Regions from separate parts of the Mus musculus genome. Here regions 1, 2 and 4 are each linked to region 3. A link is a contact called in public Hi-C and HiChIP or PLAC-seq data. All regions are on one chromosome and are shown on one strand. The core of a region is the stretch at or near the end of the contact, and the rest is flanking DNA. Distances in the headings are between cores, read along the strand shown.

Region 1 (5,671 bases), core at 2,062-4,561, 480 kb after region 3:
TTGCCTAGAAACAGTTGCCCATACTTGGGATGTCCTACGGATTTAAAAGAGCTTGGCATTTCACTGTTTACAAGTTTGACTGAAGCATACATGTATATACATATGCAAACATTCTACTAAGCATGCATGTGTACACATGCACATTCTACCAAGCACACACATGTGCACAGTTTACTAAGCATACATATGTACACATACTACTGAACATATATATACATGTGCACATTCTAAGTGTATGTCTCTCTCTATATATGCACATTCTATTAAATATACATGTGTACATATGTGCACATTCAACTAAGCATACACATGTATACATGCACATATTCTGCTGAACATACACATGTATACATACTCACATTCTATGAAGCATATATACGAACACATGCACACACCCTAGGAAAAACTGACTTATAAAATTTCTGTTCCATAAATTTCTAAATGATAAGTTTTGGATCATTATATATGACCCTTCTTTTTTTTATAAAAACATACTATTTTCAGCATTTTAAAATAAACAGCCTTGTGATATTTGCAGTGTTCAGAATAATAGTTATAATACTTAAGATGTAATGTTAATATAAAAATTAGAAAAAATAAACTTTGAAATATTCATTATAAAGTAACAGCTAAATTCTGAGGTGGAAAAAGGATATATAATTAAATCTACCATCTAGATATCTGTGCTAGAAAATATATAAAGCATTTGCTACTCTTGCTGGCAAAGAAAAATCAGCTAGCAAATCTGCAGTGAATATGTTATGCAGTAACTGCAGAGGTGGTTACAGTGCCATGTGCCGGGAAGTAGGAGCAGAGGAAACAAGAATGGCTTCAGGGTCAGTGCTACATGCAATGCGGGTGAGCTTTATGAGACAGAGTGTAGTGGTGTGGTTCCCTGGGAAGCGTCGAGAAGTTCTGTTTCCTGAAGCGTACCTAGGAGTCAGACAGGTAGGCTGAGGGCAGGCAATGTGGACAGAAACTCATAAATACTCATAAAAAGAGAACCACTAAGAAACCACTTAGAAACCTTCTGTCCAATCGGAAAGAAATCTATTTCCTTAAATACATGGAAATGGAATCACCCTGAAGCTTTCAAAAATACTGCCGCCTAGATACCTTTCCTGGGAATTCAGACAAGGAGGGGTCGAACTATAACATGATAAAACTCCTCTAGGGAATTTTAAATTCACATTTGGTGATTATGTGAGAAACAGACTTCCAACCAGACTAGAAGCAGACTCAAATGTGCCCAATCCAGGACCTTCCGTTGATTCATTTATAGTGGTAGACATGTAACATTCGTGAGCATCTTCTTTAGAAAATAAACATAATAATCCCCAACAAAGTGGCAGCTCATTCACTGAATGCCTACTGTAACCAGGCATTGCTTTGTATGGTGGGAACCTAGAAGGGAACTAAGAGATATCTTCTACTCTCCTGACATCCCCCCTCCCAAAGAGGCCAAAGAAAGGAAAGTCTTATAGTAAAAAAATTAAACATAACATAAGTAAAGCACTTATCACAGTGTGGGCTGCCCGGGATAGGGAATTACTAGTAATAATCATGTTTGTGTAGTTAACTAGGATGGTAATGTGAAATTGAATAATATTTTCAGTTATAATGAAGCCTAATAACTGTAATGTAAGCAGAATGCTTCATTTAAAGCAAACAAGTGATAAATAAACTGCCCCAGAATTAGCAACTGGAAAATGTCCTTGGAAAGGTAATGCTAAACCAACCTTCATTGGAACAAAGATATCTATAAGTCACTGCTGCAAGGATGCACTCAGTATCAAATATACCAGCTACATAGTTAGACATTATTCAATCCCTACTTCAGAGAAACGAAGACTTCAAATACCAATGCAGCCATTCCTATCTTTGAGATCTTACGAGCCCTCTGCAGGTCAGCTCCGGTAATGCAGGAGTGGCCATGGTCACTGGCTTTCCTACATTAGGATCCACTCTGAGCTGTAACCCACCCCTAACACAGTGTTCATAATTGGTGACAGCTACATTCTATCCATATGTAGGTTTTCACTGTATTTAACTTGGTGAGATTTAACGAGGCTGATTTTATTGGTGTGCTGTCATTATTGTGTCAAGTCAGGGAAAAATTTCTTCATCCTGAATGTCTTTATGAAGGCATTTGCCTTAAGTAATTCCTATAGTATACAGTGACATAAACATTTCAGTAGCTTGCTATAGTAAGTATCAAGTGGGCTTTCTTGGAACTCATTTTAATTTACAGCTATGAATGCAAAGAGAAAGGATATTAATTAGCTTTCAATCTTTTAGGACTCTGCTAAATTTATAACAATTCTTCTATGTGGTCTGAGATTCCATACCCTGTATCTGACTGTGTGCAACAGAACACACATTTGCCTAGAATGTTCTTGGACAGAAGTTTAATGCATGATCACCATGCAGGACTGACCCTGTCATGGTGCTGCCCTGGCCTCTAGCACACAAAGGGAAAGCCTGAAGTTAGCTGCTGTTCAGGGTTTTGTGGAGAGACAAATGCCACTGGACCCAGTTTTACACATGGATCCTTCTTCATAATACACATGGAATTTTTGTATTTCCTGAGGGCAGCTGCTTCGCATTGGAATAGGCTTGAGGTTTGAAATGGAAAGACTTATTCTAGGCTACTTCATTAGTCAAGGGCCACAGACCTGTCAGAGTAATTAAACATGGTGTTCAAAGCACATGCTTGGAGGACTAGCTATGTTAGGGTGAATGTATCAGTGTGAGCTATGCTATGTTATAAATTTTTCCCAGTGAATCAATGTATACATTAAATAGTCTATCGTTCATATTGTTCTTAGTACAGATGTGTACACAATGCAGAGCTGTCATGTAGGATGGATGCTCAACCATGGTATAGTCCTTTGGGACCTTATGCTCTCATATTAAAGAATGCCATTTACACATAGTAGATCCCTGGCTTCTCTCCATTGAATGCAGTAGCATCACCCCAGTGTGTCCTGCCCGCTGACAGCCCATCCCATGTTTTTTAATAATTCTGTGGCATTTCCTGGGAAATGTTCTGTCAGGCTTCACATTCCAGACATTTTCTGGAGAAGGTTAATTTCCATTGCTGAGTGCCCCACAAGTATGGGATGGGCTTGTAGAACACTGAACCTTTCTTCTGAGAAACCGACATCAAGTGACCAGGCCAAATGCTATCTCTTCTGTGCTCAAAAGACAGTGTAATCATCACCTCTCACAGCCCACAGATTTGGTCAATGTGCTGGCTGTGGGGCTCTGTGATCCCCTGGGACATCTGTGTCTGCTCAGATGATAGGCACTTATATCCTGTTAACACTTGAGAACAGACCTTTCCACTATATCTGACAGCAGTTACACAGTGTGTTTCTCAGACACATTTCTAGGATTGAGTCACAAAGGTGGAGACTGGGTGAGCACAAACAAGTGTCTGTACTAAGATATTTAAGACGTTAAACCACAAGTATTCTAGATGCCAATCTTCGAACCCCCTCTGGAGATATGAATGCATATTCTGCCTGCTAGATTTGGAGAAAAACAATGACTTAGCAAATATCAGTATACTGAAATCTTCTTAGACTAAATTAAAGACAGAATTAAATAGAAGTTAAGGAAGAAAGAATGAATGATAGATGAAGAATAAATGATAACTCTGTAAGTAGAGTATCAATTTGGAATGGAGACTTGCCATTAAGTTTTGCTTTTTGTTTCAATTTGCAGCCAATGTTTTCAGTTGCACCAAGCTTAGCCACCAGTGCATCAGCAGCCTTTAACCCTTACCTGGGGCCTGTTTCCCCAAGCCTGGTTCCAGCAGAGATCTTGCCGACTGCACCAATGTTGGTCACGGGGAATCCTGGAGTTCCAGTGCCAGCAGCTGCCGCAGCTGCTGCACAGAAGTTAATGCGGACAGACAGACTGGAGGTAGGATAAAGAGTTGAACCTTCATAGTTTCCATTACAGTTCTTCAAGTGTTTGTAGCCAGAGTGACTTTAAACTGAATGAACATGTCTTGGTTCAGTGTTTGTGCAAGTTTGCTAGAATATGGTTATGCTGTTTTGGTTAATGCAACAATTACAAAATCAGTCAGCATCTATGTCTAGGTTCCTCAGGGAGGGCTTGGAACTGGGATCAGCGTGTCTGTTTCTCCACTTTGTCTTAGTATCCTTAAAATCTTGCACATGATGCTAATGCTCAAACCTCAAAGAGTTAGAAAAAATGTTTGGCCCAGAACAGTTGCTTCTTGAATGTTTCTTGTAGTCATCAACACAATATAATGATTATTGGAGTGAACAAATAAATGACTGAAGTCCAGAGGATCTCATAAACAGGAACACATTGGCTGCTGTGCACGAACTATTACAAAACTCTCTGCAGATGTTGTCATAACCTCTGAAGTACTTCCATTGAGGCAGGCGGGTGGTTTTATGAAACGCACCCTGATAAAAGCGTTTTTAGTAGGCTGTCACATGATTGTCATTGTCTTGGGGCGGAGGATAAGCAGACGCACACACTTTACTGTTGTGACTGAAAAGGAAATTAGAGATAAAGTTCTAGTATGACATTACTATTCAGAATTTTAGCATGGCATGAATTAACAGCCTTGATAAACAGTTTCTGTAGAAAAATGGCCTAGTAAGTAAAAACTGAGTTGCCTCTCCTGTCTGTCTGCTTAGGACGGACTTGGGGCTGAGATGGCCTGGGTGTACTAATTACAGGGAAAGTAAAGTAGGGTGCACTTGGAGGGCCTTGACTCTAATAACTTTCCAGTCTGTTAGAAATATAATAAAATGCCTTATTTATTCATTATACTCTATTGAACGTATTAGAAAGGATATCATATTGTAGCATTTTGTGAGGATGTGCCAGATACAGCCATCACATAGCCTACCTTTAGAACAACCTGATGGGAAAGATGCTGTCACTACCGTTGTGTTGCAGAGGAGTCAGAGCAGAGCAAGAGATGGGAGGTAGCCTATCCTTGCTGTAGAGATACACTCTGCCATTTGGCTTCTCATTTCCCAAGTATAGTAATTCTCTAACAAATGCTGTCCGCAAATGAAATAGGGCAGCATCTGAAACAGTTTTCTTCCCCAATCTTCCTAAAGAAAACACAGGATTCTTAATGCATGACTGTTAGTTGATTAATGGGACTCAAATAGTCTGAGAAGAAGAATGCCAACATAGTAATTATTAATAGGTAACAATATTCAAAGCATTAAGAGGATATGCTTCAAGCTGAGCTACTTGCTCAAAACTGCTCATTCCCTTGAAAGTTTGCGTAGTTTTTTTATACTTGTATTTTGTCATTTTGTTTTTCTTTCCATGAAGAGCTGCTTGTGAGTTTTGTCATTTGCCTTTGCTACTTCCTAGGACAATCTCTCCTGTGTTATGTGCATTCCTGATAGAAGTGAGCATGCCCTTGGTTCTGTTCCCAAGATCTAAGTCATTGTCACAGTCATAGTTGGGGCCTGAAATAGGAAACATGCATGTGCCTCTTTCTGCTCTGCAGTGTGATTCCAGAACTTAAACACACGCACGCACGCACGCACGCACGCACGCACGCACGCACACACACACACACATGCACGCACACATAAGCACACACACTCACACATAAACACACACACAGGCATGCATGCACACATACAACCTTGGTGCTCCT
Region 2 (5,348 bases), core at 1,826-4,325, 270 kb after region 3:
CTATTTAATCCCAGCACTTGGGAGGCAGAGGCAGAGGCAGGTGGATTTCGGGTCTACAGAGTGAGTTCCAGGACAGACAGGGCTACACAAAGAAACCCTGTCTCGAAAAACCAAACAAACAAACAAAAAGAGTGAGACTATGTTTACCTTACTTGCAGCAATAATCTTTGAATCTACATTGAATAAACAATTAGAATTGGTCAAAAGAGAATTGGCAGGGATACAAATACTACTTATGTTTGAAATCCATGACATGTTCCCATAGAATTGACAAGTGTTGGTTCAAATGCAGGGCAAGAGTTGGTGGTGAACAGACTTCAGGAGAGGTTGAAGAATGTAGATGAATTCACTAACTCAAATATCTCTTTTTACTAAGTCATGTGACAGCATGTTGTGTAGTCACATCATAGACTTATATGACAATCAAAAGCAACAACAAAGATGTTAAGTATTTCAACCATAATGACTTGAAACGTGTTAAGGAAAAGAAGAATGAAAACTACATGGGCATCAGAAAAGCATATGGAACCAGATAATTAATTACAATTTGCATAGTTTAGTAACGTTATTTTTAAATTTTCAGTGTAATGAAAGAAGAAGCTGTGATTAGTTAGGTATATACTCATTATCACCATAAAATCAAATGATAAAAGTTCATTTACTGACCAAATTTTAAACACTTTACCCTGGGGTCTTAGAAGAATCTGAGATTCAGAATCCGAGATTCAGAATCCTATTATTATGTTTTTTCAATCCCCTAATGTACCACCCTTGCTTCTACTTAAATTCACAGCCTTCTTTCATTGTCATTGTTGTAACACACACACACACACACACACACACACACACACACACACACACGTATTATCAAGAAATTTTTCATATGGTTTCCCTTCCAAAACACCTCCCATATTCTTCCTACCTCCTTCATACCCATCCAATTCCACAACTCTTTTCCTTCCTTCCTTCCTTCCTTCCTTCCTTCCTTCCTTCCTTCCTTCCTTTCTTCCTCCCTCCCTCCCTCCCTCCCTCCCTCTCTTCCTTCTTTCTTTCTTTCTTTCTTTCTTTCTTTCTTTCTGGCTTTTTCTTTCCTTCTTTCTTTCAAACACAATCAGGCAAACAAACAAAAGAATAAAGAACGGACCCCCAGTGGAGTGAAAATGACACCAACCCACCCACAAAACTTTTCAGCAAAAATTTGTCCTGTCTAAAAGAAATGCAGGGACAAAGTTGGAGCAGAGACTAACAGAATGGCCAACCAATAACTGCCCCAACTTGAAATCCAGCCCATGGGCAAGCACCACTCCCTGATATTATTAATGATACCCTGTTATGCTTGTAGGCAGGAGCCTAGCATAACTGTACTTTGAGAGGCTCTATCCAACAGCTGAATGAAACAGATTCAAATACCCACAGTCAAACATTGGATGGAGCTCAGGGTCTCTTATGAAAGAGTTGGGGCTAGGATTGAAGGTCCTGAAGGGGATGGGAACCTACAGGAAAACCAACAGATCCAACTAGTCTGAACTGCTCAGAGCTCTCAGAGACTGAGCTACCAAAGAACCAACCAAAGAACACACACAAGTTGGAACGAAGACCCCCAGCACATACATAGCTGGCAGTGATCAGCTCAGTGTGCATGTGAGCCCCCCAACAACTGGAGTGGAGGTTCTCCCTAAAGCTTTGGCCTATCTGTGATATCTCTTCCTGAATAGGGCTGCCTTGTCTGGCCTCAGCTGGAGAAGATCTGCCTACTCTCAAAGAGTGGGTGGGGAGATAACCTGAGGGGAAACTCTCTCAGAGGAGAAGGGGGGTATGTAGGGAGGGTCTCTCTGAGAGGTGTACCAGAAGAACGGTTTGGAGTGTAAATAAATAAATATTAAAGCAAAAGAAAAATGAGAGAGACAGACAGAGAGAGAGAGAGAGAGAGAGAGAGAGAGAGAGAGAGAGAGAGAGAGAGAGAGAGAGAAACCATAATCTGAAACCATAATATACTTCCAAAGACCAGTAAAACCAGAAATGCCCAAACAAACCAATATGAATAAAAACTCTACAAACAGCCCACTGAGCTTCAGGTGTCATATTTTGAGAGGTTTTGAAATGGAAAGGTTTTGAAGAAAATGCCTCAGCCCAAGTATCTTGTCTAACATCCCCATTGGCTTTATTAACAAATCCTATGTAAATATCCATTCTTGACTTCAGCTTTGCAAGTTTTGAGATTTATGAAAATGGTAATACTTGATTCTGCCCTACAAATTTGAGCATCATATAATGAAATCTAGCATCTAAGATTTCTGAAAACTGCTGTGAAGCTTGCCAGTCCTTAGCCATCTATGATATTGCTTCTCTTGGTGAGATCATGTCTAAATCTCATTATCTTTATCCATCTCTGTTTATCTAGACTGTCTTTTAAGTTTCAATCTGTCTGCTCATCCAAGAAACCTTATGTAATTATTCAAGCAATCTGCCTGTGCCAACCTCTGCCTATCTTTAACTTTTTTCATCCAAGACAAAGGACATTATTTAACAATGTGGTTCTGTTTCTAAAAAAATATCTGTCTCATGTGATGTGATAACCCAGCTTACACCTGGCCACCGTCTGCCTCTTAAACAGCAGGGACTCAAAACAGCTGCTAAGTCAAAGGGTCCAAATTTTAAGAGAAGCTAACCGGTTACTCTGCCTCTGAAAAGACATGACCCTGGATGAAAGGATAATGAGATGTCTCACTGATTCTCTGGCCCAATGCAAGCTGATTATTATGCAATTTTCATATTGTAGTTAGCAGTGATAAAATTGAATATTTGTAGGTACATGCACATGAAGAAGGATTCTAGCAGAGTGACTGACTGGTTGCTCATGCAGACTCATGTACTAAGTCCTCTGACAGGCAGATCTAATACACCTTTCTTCATAAGGAGAAAAGTCTTCAATTTCTACATTCACTTCCATTTTTATTCTTTCTCTCCTTGAAATTTGTATTACAGAATCATTTTAATATATTTGTCTCTTTCCCTGGCTTGCAAAATTACTCATCCCTGGAATGCGTAAGTGAGCAGTGTCCTATTACACCACGGGATTAGAGGCTTTATGAATCATTCCAAGATGATAAAAAAATGTTTATGTAAGAAGCTGGATATTTGTATGAAAAGGGTACAAAGAATTTTTAACAGCCCTGGTTCTTGGTTCAAGAAATCTTATCAAATTCCATACAAAAGAGGCTGCAGATACATAGAGTGGGTAACATTTAAATGGGAAAAGAAAAACGATGAGCTGAGAATTCAGCATACATTTTTATTGATTCCTCCTTTTGAGAAACCTAAAACTTAGACTCACTTGAAGGAAAAGCCTTTAAGGCCCATATATGCGCATGACACTTCTTTAAGACTGAATGTTAACTATTTTAATCATAGTAGCATATATGGTCAGAGTTAGGCATACATTGAGAGAAAGGCTGCCAGGATGACTTCTCTTTACAGTGAATGTGAAGACCTCTGTACATCTTTCAGAATAAAGTCTGGTGGGTGGCTGCATTCTCCTTCTAATTGTGTGTGCTTTCAAATACATGGTCTGAAGCTTACATCTATAATGAGTTACTGTATTTGTATTCCTATATGTGTATGATCATTCATGATTTCATGTTTAGTCCTTAAAATCAGCTTACTCCTTTAAGACACTTTTGGAACACCAGTGTCTCTTTGTCACACCAGAAAATATTGTTCTTTTAGAAGAAATGCCTGGGGTCTAGGAGGGGAGAGGTACTGGGGAGCTGGGGGGGGGAGTGGATGCTGATGGGATATTTCAGTGAGTGAAGCATGAAGAGTTTGCATCTGGATCTCTAGCACCTATGTAGAAATAGGACCTCATAGCTTGTACCTGCAACCATAGTCCAGGGTAGACACAAACAGGAGGGTCTCTGAGATTTGTCTAGCCAGCCAGTATTGCTGAATCAGTGAGACCCAGGAGCAATCACTGAAGACACCCTGTGTTGTCCTCTAGCCTCTATATTTATGTGGTCCATTTGAACAGAGGGAGGGGAGGGGGAGAGGGAGGAGGGGGAGGGGGAGAAGGGGAGAGGGAGGGGGAGGAATATAGAGAAGTGGTTCTGATGCTTTGAAGTAATCCAGAATCTGCAAGTAAGGACCCTGGAGGTCCTTGGCCCCAATTGATTCTTGATCAATCAATAAAGATGCCTGCAGCCAATGGTTGGGTGGAAAGAAAGAGGTGGGACTGCCAGGTTCCTACAGACTAGGAGAGCAAAAGAGACAGAACAGACTCAGAGCAACAGGAGAGACCTCCCCAAATGTATGCAGAAAGGGAAAGCAGACCATGGAAGGGCAGCCTGAAAACATTTTGGGCTGCAAGACCAATGGGCTTCACAGAAGGTAACTAGGCAAATAAACTGAGGACAGATTTGGAGGTGTGAGCAAAGAGTAAAGGTAAGGGCATGCTAGCCATGGAGGCTTAGAAGAGCCCAGCCATTGCGCCAGTAAAGCAGGTTAAAAATGAACTTGTGTGTGTGTGTGTGTGTGTGTGTGTGTGTGTGTGTGTGTGTGTGTGTGTGTGTGTGTCTCTGTGTGTGTTTCATCCACAGATCAGAGATAGCTCCTGGGCAGGTACAAGTGTACAACCAGCTGGGAGCACAAAGCTGGACAGCCAAAAAAAAAAAAAAAAAAAGGCCTCCTGCTACAAGAGAGGGAGAGATACATACGTACACCTACACACAAAAGAAGTGGTTGACAGTGGAATTAGTGCAGGAAATGTTTTAATATCTTGGATTTTCTAGCATGGTTATTTTCAAAAATCTGTATTCATAAAATGATTATCAGATGGTGATACACATTTATAGAAATAGAAATTAAATATAACTCAAAATATTTTTCATTTCAATTTGATATGACTACATTTCTATGTATATATTTTCTGTTAATTTGACATTCATTTTCTCTTTACTCTGCAACTGCTATCTGGTTTCCTTCTAATCAACCCTTCTACCAAAACTCCAGGCTCTGAGATTGAGGCACGTTTCCCCAGATGCATAGTTAAAATTATGGGTAGCAAGATCATTCTATCCAAGCATCAAATTTCAGTCTCTAACCACATTAGATGGCTGATAATATACCAGCTTTCTCAGTTATTAATGAAGTTTTCAAAAATAAGTAGAAATTGTTTTCTGGGCTTAGTGAATTGGTTAAATCTAATTTGTAGCCATTTCTTCTATCAGGTGGCTGTTCCTACTTCATTATATTTATGGGTACAGTGGTGGTGGTAATGTTATAATAATACAAAATCTTTTTTGATTGATTTAAGTATCTCCCAAGCTTTCTGAAATGCTTCTGATAACTTAATC
Region 3 (5,731 bases), core at 3,180-5,679:
CATCTTTTTTTTTAAAAGATTAAATGATATGTGTATGCAGGACTGCTGGTCTTCCTGTGAAGTCATCCTCCTCCTTAGCTTCTTCCAGCTTGTCCCTAATTCAACCACAGGGGGTCTCAAACTTCCATCCAATGATTGGGGATAAGTATCTGCATGTGTCTCAGTCAGGTGCTTGTTGGGGACTCTCAGAGAACGGCCATACTAGGCTCCTATCTGCAAGCACACCATAGCATTAGTAATAGTATTAGGTTTTAGAGCCTCCCCTTTAGATGGATCTCAAGTTGAGCCTGCCACTGGACCTCCTTTCTGTCAGTCTCTTTTCCATTTTCTTTGTCCCTGCAGTTCTTTTACACAGAAACAATTCTGAGTCAGAGTTTTTGACTATGAGATGGAAACCCCCTACCTCCACTTGATGCCCTGTCTTTCGACTGGAGATGGGCTCTACAAGTTCCTCTCCCCACTGTTGGGCATTTCATCTAAGGTCCCTTTGAGTCCTGAGAGTCTCTCACCTCCAAGATTGCTGGTACTTTCTAGAGGGTCTTTCCACCTCCCACTACCCCAAGGTTGCATATTTTTATTCATTTTGCTGACACTCAGGGCTTATCTCCTGCCCCCACCCCCATACATGATCATGTTATCCAGTCCCCTCTCTCACCCAAGTCCCTCCCTCCCTCTGCCTCCTGTGATTTTTCTTCTCCGTCCCAAGGAGAGTTGAAACATCCTCATTTGGGCCCTTCTGCTTGTTAACCTTTCTGAGTTCTGTGGATTCTATCCTAGGTATTCTGTACATTTTTTGGCTAATATCCACTTATTAGTGAGTACATATTATGTGTCTTAGTTATGGTATTACTGCTGTGAACAGACACCATAGGCAAAGCAACTCTTATAAGGACAGCATTCAATTAGGGCTGCCTTACAAGTTCCCCTGGAGGTTCAGTCCATTATCACCAAGGCAGCAGCATGGCAATATCCAGGCTGGCATGGTGTAGGCAGAGCTGAGGGTTCTATATCTTCATCTGAAGGCTGCTAACAGAATACTCACTCCCAGGCAGTTAGGATGAGGGTCTTAAAGCCCATTCCCACAGTGGCACACCTTTCCAACAAGGTTATACCTCCAAATAGTGCCACTCCCTGAGCCAAGCATATTCAGACAATGACACCATGCAGTCCTGTTGGATCTGAATTGCCTCACTCAGGATATTATTTTCTCATTCCATTCATTTGTCTGCAAAACTCATCAGTCTCAACTAACCCAGCCCCATGAGATCTCTCAGACACTGAGCCATCTACCAGGCAGCATACATGAGCTTGTCCGAGTCCCCTGACACATGTATGGCATAGGACTGCCTGATCTGGCCTCAGTGAGAGAAGATGGCCTAATCATCTAGAGACTTGAGGCCCCAGGGAGTGGGAAACCCTGGTGGGGAGGGGACATTCTCTTGGAGACAGGGAGGAAGAGTAATTAGATGAGGAACTGTGGGAGGGCAGACCAGGAGGGAGGCAACAAATGGACTGTACAAAAATAAAAGTGTGTGTGTGTGTGTGTGTGTGTGTGTGTGTGTGTGTGTGTGTTGGTTTTGTTGTTTTGTTTTTGTTTTTTATGTGTGTGAGTGTTTGTGTGTGTGTATCAGAGAGAGAGAGAGAGAGAGAGAGAGAGAGAGAGAGAGAGAGAGAGAGAGAGCATGAAGTTGAATAGAAAAGTGGGAAGGATCTGGGAGGAGCTGTGGGTGGCTGCGTGTCTGAGGCCCGCTGAAAGAATAAATGTCTGACCCTATCTGAAAACGAATAGGTACACATAGATATATAAGTAGTATGCTGAAAAGCACAGAAACATCTACTGCCCTTTAGTATTGCTTCTCCTCTCAGAGTAGCCTGCCCATTGTGCACCAGGCTTACCCTAGATAGGTGATCTGCTTCAAGTTCGAGTGCAAAGAACACATATTCAGCACTCAGGAACAGCTTCAGAGAACCAGTTCCGATTAATGGTGGGGAGAGTGGATGAGTAAACATGCACTTGGAGAGGTGGCCATGGTCTCTGGGGAAAGGTTTGTGTGGCCTTGTACCATTGGCCAGAGCAGAGGTGTTGGAAGATGTTTCATCTGCATACTCAGGGGCTGCATGAGGAGGGGATCTTACAGGGTTAAACAGGGAGTGAAGTTTGATAACTGTCGGGATAATAAATTCTGACTAGGGTTGATGTTAGTATAGCTGGCAGCCTAGCACCAGGTTGGGAGTGGGGAGGGATCCAACTCCTGCCATCCTCATCTGAGCTCTCAAGGGTTGAAGCTCTCTTCAACCATTCCTCCATAGCCCTGGGCCATTACAGTCCCACAGCACAGGATTCCAAATAATGAGAGGTAAGTGAAAGAATACTGACAGAACTGAACAACACAACAAGGAGGGTAACTATATAGAGCAAGGAGATATTATTTGTGCTGTCTTAAAAATGTATTTACTTGGAATGCTATGAATTCATTTGTGCATATCACTGCTGATTTCTTGAAGACACTGGATTGCTTTAAATCACATACAAAATTCTTTCTGCTAAGTGATTTCAATGAGACTGCCCCACTCTACCATCCCTCATCTCCTATCTCTCCCTTTCTCCTTTATTCGATCCTCTTCTTTGTTCCTTCCTTCTCTCTCTCTCTCTCTCTCTCTCTCTCTCTCTCTCTCTCTCTCTCCCTCCCTCTCCCTCTCCCTCTCCCTCTCCCTCTCCCTCCCTCTCTCTCTCTCTCTCTCTCTCTCTCTCTCTCTCTCTCTCTCTCTCCTGTAACAATGTTTCTTAAGTCTTCACTATATGCCAGTTACTTTTGTGGGCCTCAAGACCAACAGTGAATAAAATAGTCATATATTCTAATCCTAAAAGCATCAGAGGTAAATACACACAGTAGACAGAAAACTTCCTAGGATATTTGTGGTAAACATTTGCCTGATACTTTCTTTTTTCTCAAATTAGGTATTTTCTTCATTTACATTTCCATTGCTATCCCAAAAGTCCCCCATATCTCCCCCTCCCCTACCCACCCACTCCCACTTCTTGGCCCTGGCATTCCCCTGTACTGAGGCATATAAAGTTTGCATGACCAATGGGCCTCTCTTTCCAATGATGGCTGACTAGGCCATCTTCTGATACATATGCAGCTAGAGACATGAGCTCTGGGGAGTACTGGGTAGTTCATATTGTTGTTCCACCTAAAGGGTTGCAGACCCCTTTAGCTCCTTGGTTACTTTCTCTAGCTCCTTCATTGAGGGCCCTATAATCCATCCAATAGCTGACTGTGAGCATCCACTTATGTGTTTGCTAAGCCCCGGCATAGTCTCACAAGAGACAGCTATATCAGGGTCCTTTCAGCAAAATCTTGCTAGTGTATGCAATGGTGTCAGCATTTGGAGGCTGATTATGGGATGGATCCCCGGATATGGCAGTCTCTAGTTGGTCCATCCTTTCGTCTCAGCTCCAAACTTTGTCTCTGTTACTCCTTTCATGGGTGTTTTGTTCCCAATTCTAAGAAGGGGCAAAGTGTCCACACAAACTTTGGTCTTTGTTCTTCTTGAATTTCAGGTGTTTCGCAAATTGTATCTTATATGTTGGTTATTCTGAGTTTCTGGGCTAATATCCACTTATCAGTGAGTACATTTGTGAAATTCCTAGACAAATGGATGGACCTAGAGGGCATCATCCTGAGTGAGGTAACCCAATCACAAAAGAACTCACATGATATGTACTCACTGATAAGTGGATATTAGCCTGATACCTTCTTAATGCATTCTTAACAAAGCATGACCAAGCACCACCCCACATCTGAAAAGATGTACACGATTAAGCCAAAAAATCTTAAGCTGGATCATTTCCCCATCCTAGTCCATCCTTGCCTGTGTTTTTTAGTCTGCATGAATTACACTCTTGTATAACCCCGATCATGTTTTAAGAATAAAAAATAAAACAAAGACACACTTACCTTAATGTTTTAACCTTTTCTTCCTAACACTAACATGAATCCAGTCAGCTATGTTTGCCTTCGTAGAAGTAACAACAGCATGACCCCACTGGTGAACATGACTACTTTATTCTTAATTTTAAAAGTTGCGTGAAGCTGGTCTTCCCAGGCTAAAAACAAACGAAAAAGCTAGGCTGTAAATGAAGCAACCACTGGGAATAAAACCTGTCCAAATATGTACCTACTTCATCTCATGTAATGGCCGTCAGTCAGTGTATTCTCCACTTTAATTAGAAGCAAAAAGTACCTCCTGCCTTCTGGAAGCACTCAGGGCAACAAGGAACTAAGCTATATCTCCTAAATAATCCCAAGCTCTCAGGTCTTAATTATAGCCTCTTGCCAGCAATGTTTATTAGTACAGTGTCAACTTCCAACGAAAGGGAGGCATCACGAGGCAGCAGAGCAGGCTTTGTAGAGGGAGACAGACAGCTGGGGTGAAGCCTCTGGTGGTTAGTTCTCCAGTGGCGGGGGGTGGGGTGGGGAGGGGAGGGGAGGCCTTAAATACAGAGGGAAATGATTCAAAGCAAGCTTTAAAAGAAAAACATAAAAAGAATATCTTCCATTGCCTCATGTTGAAGCTGGAGCCGAGCACGCCTCTTTCTGACAATTTAAAACCTCATAAAGTGAGTACTGCTTAGGGCAAATTAATTGTGTTGAAAGTGAATCTATCAGTATGTTAATTAAGCATGCTCCTATTATTGGGCTGTATATATTTTATGTGCTCTGTAGCACATAGAGTAGAGACTGAAACCTTTCTGTATAAATAATTGAGAAGGACTTTATGTGTTTCACTCAGACTGAAAAGTCTCTGAATATATATTAATGGTAACCCAGTCTCTAAAAATAAACTGGGTGTCTGTTACTTACAATTCTGGCCTCACTGAAAGCCAGTTTTACGTGGTTTTTCCATGCCCAGGAAAAAAAAAAAAAAAGAGGTGTGGTTCCTACTGCAAGCACTTTTGAAAGTCTGTTTGATGATTTTGGATGACCCATAAAGTGCCAAAGCATTACTCATATACTGTTGGCTTCAGAGAAACCAAAATGATCGTAGTGATTGTTTTTTAACTTCCTTCAGATGTTGGAAAATTACTAGTGTTTCACAAAATAAAACATCGCTCTGCCTACGCACAGCACAGTGCCTGTCTTTATTTTAATGAATGGAATTCTTTAGACCTTCGGAATTGTGTGTGCATATCTTCTCTAGGCAATGGTTAGAACTCACTCATTGATGGTTCAAATGTGCAAAACTTAAAGTCGAGTTCTGTGTTTTCTGAGCTTCTACCACAAGAAAAAACGCGTATTGTTTCTACTCTTCTTTTATTAGGCCTGCATGTTTATTTAAAAGTGGAAATGACACTGTTCTGATAGATGTTGGTGAGGGAAAGAGAGGCACATTTTCTCATTTTCCTTCTCTATACTTTACCTGTGGGAAGCTGTTGGGAAGGTGCTACTTAGTCGGGGAGTGGACAGTGAGTTTGACATGCACTCTTCAGACTTTCTCTATCTTTCTAGAACAGTGGCCTCCTCACCTGGTACTCTTCATGAGAGAGAATATTTGAAAATAGTAAACCTATTAGTAAATTATGAACATGTCTGCCTGATGCTCACAGGTTTATACTAAAGCCTGTGACGAATTGACATGAAGGGGGTACTGAGCCTACACATGCTACAGACGAGAAACAAGAAAGGGGGAAGATTGGGATTCCCTTTACCCTCACGTGCTGCTGTTT
Region 4 (5,371 bases), core at 1,407-3,906, 280 kb after region 3:
AGTATGCCCACAACTTGCTAGCATTGACTGTTTAACCCTACAGATTTGCCAAACATTCTATAAAACACATTTTGCTGTACCCCTGAGCTAGGTCTGTGATTCAGTAACATGGTGCAAAGGCCCGGGAATTTCTAAAATGAGTGTGTAAGTGATGATGCAGTAGAGAGAGAACGCAGGTGAATGGTGGCAATGTGAGACAAAGCATGCCATAAAGAATCTAACAGGGACAGAGAATACTCTGTGTGAAGAGTAAAAAAGTTAAGAAGAAAAGTAGAATGATAAACGTAGCTCCAGTATGGAATTCACTTGCCTTTCTGCTTTCCTAGCTTCCAAAACGGAATCCTTTCCTATAAATCTGAGGTTCTCTATGCTCTAAGTATGAAGTCCATAGAGTGGAAAACTCAGCATAGTGGATATGTTTGATTTCATAGTGGGGGTCGCAAAAAGTACAAAGAAAGAAACAAACCACAGGTGGAAGAAAGGAGGAGGGCTATCTGGCCCTAAGAATGAAAGTATAACCTGCCATCTACGGGATGCTTGTGCCATAGATAAAAGTCCTGGGAGAAAGCGGCTGAGTGCATCAGGTCCCCAAGGCTGCAGTTACAGAAAAGGAAAGCAGTATTTATTGCTAGCCAACTGTGGGCCGTGGTCTAGTCTATCAGTGCTTTAAATGCATTTCTCATTTGTCCTCACTATTGCCTATAAAACAGCATTGTGTAGCCTTTTATGATGAGGATCTGAGCTAGCCATTGTGACATATCTGGTAAGTGTGGCAGTTAGGAATTAAAGAGGCCACTCTTACTCCAATGTCCATTTTGCTCCCTGATATGTATGTGGGCTTTCTTCTGCTGAAAAACTGAGAACAATAAAATGTGTTTAAATTAATCCTGTACCTAGTTCTAATTTCTGTCTATATAAAAAAAAACAAAACAAAACAAAACAAAACACAAAACAAAAACAAGAAAAACCCTTTCAAAACTAAACCCTTTCACTCCCTTGTCTTAAGAGTCCATAATATAAGCATTATCATGGTAAACATCTAAAATTCAAACTGTATCTTGTTATTTCCTTAGATTTCTCTGGAGAAAGCAAAGACACGTGAAGAGTGTTACTTGCTAATCTCTTTCCTTTGTTTCTCGGCTTCCCCTTAGAAAACAAGTTTTCGGTAAGCTACATGGTCTGAAAACACACAGCTTCATCACGGTTCACAAATCCAATTGTTACGTTTTTCTGTGAAATTAGTTTTAATATTCATAATTACTTACACAGATTGCTGATTATAAAAAAAGTGTAGCCACTTATTTGGAAAAGAAAAATAAGAAAATAAATCTCCAAATCCTATAAGTCATGTAATATATATATATATATATATGTGTGTGTGTGTGTGTGTGTGTGTGTGTGTGTGTGTGTGTGTGTGACTTGTATGCTTAAAAATGTTTTCTAAATGTTTGTTTCACTTCAAGTCATATGATGTAATTTTTCCTTTGCCATTAGAAAATAGCAACATAGCAGTCAACGGTTACACAATATTTCATCATACACCTATGCCTCCTTCTTTTACGTGTTTATAATCCCCCTAGGGAAAGAACCACATGCATCTATTTCAGTTGCCATTACTAGAAAAACAGGACTAATGAGAGAAGACCTGATTGCAAAACAGATACTTCTCAACCTAGAAACTGGGGAAAGGCACAGCCAGTGTATAGCTGAGGGCTTTCAGTGGGGGAATCACTTAAAGTGGCCAAACTGTGATCTGCTCTGACACAGAGACTGGATTCAGTTACATGCTGTTGATTGCTACTATAGAAATATTCAATGACAATGACATGCCATTTTATCTTTATAGAAATAGCACTCACTTTCTCTCTTCCTCTCTCTTCTTAGATATTTTTACAGGTATGAGTTTTTTGCTTTCAGTGTGTGCACCATGTGAATACAGTGCCTACTATGGACATCAGAAGAGGACATCAGATCACCTGACACTGGAGTTACAGAGCCATTTGTGAACTGGCACGTGGATGTTAGCAACCAATCCCAGGTCCTAGGCAAGAGCAACAAGTGTTCTTAACCAATGAACCATCCCTTCAACCCAGAAACCATTTTCTAGAAATATTTTAAGCCAATTTAGGAATAAAAGAAACTTTCATGTCTTTATATTTCTATGATAAAGGAGGTATTTTTTTTCAGGAGGAAAATATTGCTTCTGATCTAAAGTGGAATACACATTGACAGAAGCTTTCCTTACCATTGAAAGTAAACATATTTAACTATATTTTATTGCTTCATGAAACAAATCTCTCTCTCAAGTCTCTACTCACAGGCAGCTCATGATTGCAGTCATATTTGCTTTTTGTGAACTTCACTCACCTAACCAGCAAACAGAAGCTCTTGTCATCCCTGAAACTGTCTATTTCTGTGTTAAAGAACATTACTTATGTAACGTCTGAAGAAAGGTAACCAGAAAGGTAACGTGATAATCCTGTAAATGAACACAGCATTGGCTGATTGCCCTTGTCCCTCCCCTTCAGTGGATCTTTGGATGTATGATCAGAGCAGGAACAGAGAGGTCCCAGCTGACCCCTCCTGATCCAGTTCTAAGTGGCACGACTCTGCTCTCCGTGCTTATCTTAAAGATCACTTTGTTGTCTTCATGAAAAGTCCACACACATGTCTGAGGCCATAGTGCTCTGCTTTGTTGATAGAATGTCTGGCATGAGCCACAGACGTCTTGGAGCAGCAACTGTTTTTAGTGGCAAGCTACCAGGACTCTAGAAAAAAAAAAAAAAAAAAAAAAACCTTTGCATTTTTCCAAGCAGCGGCTGCATGCCTTCCAAGCCTCTGTTCATGTCTGCCTTTAGAAGAAGCTGAAAGTACCTCTCTCAGTGACAAAAAGAAAATAACTTCTCTTTTCTGCTTCAAAATTATTTGATATAAATAAGATGTGTCGACTGCCTCTACTTTCGTTTTCACTCCACCCGACTCAGTCCTTCCTGTCTCTGCCAAACTAGGAGACTTTCCCTGGGTGTTCTTAAAAGGTCATCTCATTTCAGAAGAAAAACAAAAGAAATAGGGATAAAGCACACTTCTTTTTTCTTTCCTATTTTCAAGTAACTTTGTGAGAAAGAACCAAAATATGTATAGACCTGATTGCAAATTCCCTGCAGTTAAAATATAAGCTACTTAACACTAACTGTAATGTTGCCTGCCTCACAAATGCCTTCTCTGCTGTCCAGGACCTTGAAGAAAGCCATAAAAGGGAAGGAATATAATTTTGTTTGTTGGCACTTACTGAAAAGCTAAAATAGAATAGTAACAGCAATCCCTTTTGCCAGCTCCCCACCAAAGAAGTTGTGAGATCACAAGTTACAGGGGCAGTGCAGGGCCCATGTTCTCAGCTGTGTTCCAGAGCAGCTGACAGGATCAGTTCACCAATATCAATCTAAAGCAACACAGAGCACTTGAGGATATCTAAGATGATTTACAGAATGCACAGCTGTATACATGGATGTAGTGCATTTTTAAAATGTAGCTTTAATTGGAAACATGATAGTCCTTTTTCACTTCTTGGTAAGAAATGGGATTTTTTTATGTTAATTATCAAGTATGGAAATACCAGATTTGTAATCATGCATTTTGTTTTCTGGTTAATGAACTACAAAGACAATATATAATTTATAATTTATTTTTAAAAACTCCAAAATCTTTAAGAAAAGTTGAGATGCTCAGACACTGGCTAAATCATGACAATAATAAATGACTGTTATCCTGCAAAGTTATTGCTCTTTGTAAATGGGACTCACTGAGTGTCTGGAGAGCAGTTTAGTCCTTCGAAGCCCAGTAGTTTATATAGTGAGACTGTACATATGTTTTAAGTTTCTTATATTTCCAATTAGGTAAATTATTTAGAGTTTTGACCCAAGTAAGAAAAGTTGAAAAAGAATACCACTGTGTCCAAACTATAAAAATTAGTAATGGCTATGGGAAGTTTTAGTTTGTGTAGTAATGCATACTTCAGCTCACATGAAAAGAAGCATGTGGGCTACTGCAGACATCATTACATAGGTGTGGGTTTTCAAGTATGACTATGAAAACTTTGAGGGATCATCTTAATTTCTTTTTAAATTATAATGTTCAGTCTACATTGTGGCCAAGAGAACATAACTGGAATATGAATCAAATTATGTCTGTGTTTTTGTTAATAAAAAGAAAATTAAGCCATTCTAAAATTACTTTCCAAATCTGCCTGAAGAGGATTTTTTTATTATTATTTAAACTCAAATATAAAAGATCTTGTCAAAATATGCATGCAGAATTTCTTTCTTTGGAAGAAACCTGCTTCCTTTGAGAACAATGTCTACGGTCAAGGTTCCAATCTCCAAATATCTTTAATGTAGAAAGATTGATTTTAAAGAACCCTCATTGGGTAGCTTAACCGGTATGTTGTTCACCTTTCCCCAGTGCCCTCCCACATTCAAGTCCATCTTGCCTCATACATTGGGTCCTTTTCAGACTGTCTAGGGGAGCTACCAATGGCCATAGCAACGCAAATGTTATGTAAATTCCATATTTCATGGGTTGCATGTTAATTAAAGGTACACAATGCAATGTTGTGAAGTGATCACCTTTGGTGTCTTCTAATTCTGAGCTGCTTATTTGTTTGCAGACTAGATTTAAGCCAGTGCTTCTCAATGGTTGTAACCATGTTGTGGGTTGTGTATCGGATATCCTGCATATCAGATATTTACATTCCAACAGTAGCAACACTTATGAAGGAGCAACAAAACAGCTTTATAGTTCCACGACATGAGGAACTGTATTAAAGGGTCACGGCATTAGGAAGGTTGAGAACCACTGGTTTAGGCACCATTGCCTAAATTTATATGCAACACTATAGGCAAATGTAATTCCTTTAGACTCAGCAGAATCAAATATGTTTTTTTTTAATTCATGAAGGAGATTCCTTAGCCTGCTGATTTCCCTGTGATACTGGATTGGGTGCCTAATGTGAATCCTAGTAAATTATAAAAGGAAGTACATGGCTGCTTTATAGATTTGGTGATTTCTCCTGCACATTCTTTGATGTCTTATAGAGCTCTAGGCAGGGATACTTACTTCCTGGTGTCTTCAAACGCTTAAAAAGGTAGAAACTCTTGTTTACATTACTTGTTAACATCTTCTCTCTTTAGGCATTCTTACTCTATCTTACTTTTCATGAAAGTGTTTTCCTCTACATTTTTCTCTAGATCTCTAGATTTCTCTATCTTCCCCAACTTAATTTATGTCTTTGGATTTCTATAATGATGACTATCTGTTGATTCTCTCTGCTGTCTTCTGAGCCTAAGAGTGACTGAGTAGTGGAGGAGGAAATAAG

The links. A called contact is a pair of places that touch in the nucleus more often than the background predicts. HiChIP or PLAC-seq counts read pairs in DNA pulled down with a chosen protein or histone mark.
Region 1: a Hi-C map of the C2C12 cell line shows a contact between it and region 3, with 3 times the contacts expected there. The contact joins two enhancer-like sites. A contact is called at or near these places in 5 of 39 promoter capture datasets (the 3T3-L1 cell line, 3T3-L1-derived adipocytes, cranial neural crest and 1 more), 4 of 15 datasets of contacts at CTCF or cohesin (CD8 T cells, the NIH/3T3 cell line, large pre-B cells and 1 more), 53 of 484 Hi-C or Micro-C datasets (3T3-L1-derived adipocytes, the AML12 cell line, B cells and 29 more), 7 of 115 datasets of contacts at active chromatin or transcription factors (the NIH/3T3 cell line, bone marrow-derived dendritic cells, embryonic fibroblasts and 4 more) and 2 of 9 other capture datasets (adipose tissue and embryonic stem cells).
Region 2: a contact with region 3 is called in a Hi-C map of the C2C12 cell line, with 2.9 times the contacts expected there. The contact joins two enhancer-like sites. A contact is called at or near these places in 3 of 39 promoter capture datasets (the 3T3-L1 cell line, 3T3-L1-derived adipocytes and liver), 2 of 484 Hi-C or Micro-C datasets (both in the C2C12 cell line) and 2 of 115 datasets of contacts at active chromatin or transcription factors (the NIH/3T3 cell line and fibro-adipogenic progenitors).
Region 4: an H3K27ac HiChIP or PLAC-seq map of the NIH/3T3 cell line shows a contact between it and region 3, with 4 times the contacts expected there. The contact joins two enhancer-like sites. A contact is called at or near these places in 3 of 39 promoter capture datasets (the 3T3-L1 cell line, 3T3-L1-derived adipocytes and liver), 1 of 15 datasets of contacts at CTCF or cohesin (the NIH/3T3 cell line), 12 of 484 Hi-C or Micro-C datasets (the C2C12 cell line, the G1E-ER4 cell line, the MC3T3-E1 cell line and 6 more) and 6 of 115 datasets of contacts at active chromatin or transcription factors (the NIH/3T3 cell line, fibro-adipogenic progenitors, heart atrium and 3 more).

Annotation. Positions count from the first base shown.
Region 1 is chr3:60,599,965-60,605,635 of GRCm38.p6, forward strand. Mbnl1 (muscleblind like splicing factor 1) reads left to right here. Exons shown (of 10, transcript NM_020007.4): 4 at 3,730-3,930. Among named protein-coding and RNA genes, the nearest start is that of Mbnl1, 100 kb to the left of the region's middle. Within about 2 kb of position 3,312, at least 84 of the 459 cell types and tissues checked have an H3K27ac peak or open chromatin away from gene starts, as enhancers often do. A contact at or near this core is called in the C2C12 cell line, the NIH/3T3 cell line, adipose tissue and 1 more, where this site is marked.
Region 2 is chr3:60,386,181-60,391,528 of GRCm38.p6, forward strand. No RefSeq gene overlaps it. Among named protein-coding and RNA genes, the nearest start is that of Gm33650, 79 kb to the left of the region's middle. Within about 2 kb of position 3,076, at least 30 of the 459 cell types and tissues checked have an H3K27ac peak or open chromatin away from gene starts, as enhancers often do. A contact at or near this core is called in the C2C12 cell line and the NIH/3T3 cell line, where this site is marked.
Region 3 is chr3:60,119,647-60,125,377 of GRCm38.p6, forward strand. No RefSeq gene overlaps it. Among named protein-coding and RNA genes, the nearest start is that of Gm24382, 5.2 kb to the right of the region's middle. Within about 2 kb of position 4,430, at least 62 of the 459 cell types and tissues checked have an H3K27ac peak or open chromatin away from gene starts, as enhancers often do. A contact at or near this core is called in the C2C12 cell line, the NIH/3T3 cell line, adipose tissue and 3 more, where this site is marked.
Region 4 is chr3:60,406,080-60,411,450 of GRCm38.p6, forward strand. No RefSeq gene overlaps it. Among named protein-coding and RNA genes, the nearest start is that of Mbnl1, 92 kb to the right of the region's middle. Within about 2 kb of position 2,657, at least 225 of the 459 cell types and tissues checked have an H3K27ac peak or open chromatin away from gene starts, as enhancers often do. A contact at or near this core is called in the C2C12 cell line, the NIH/3T3 cell line, embryonic fibroblasts and 1 more, where this site is marked.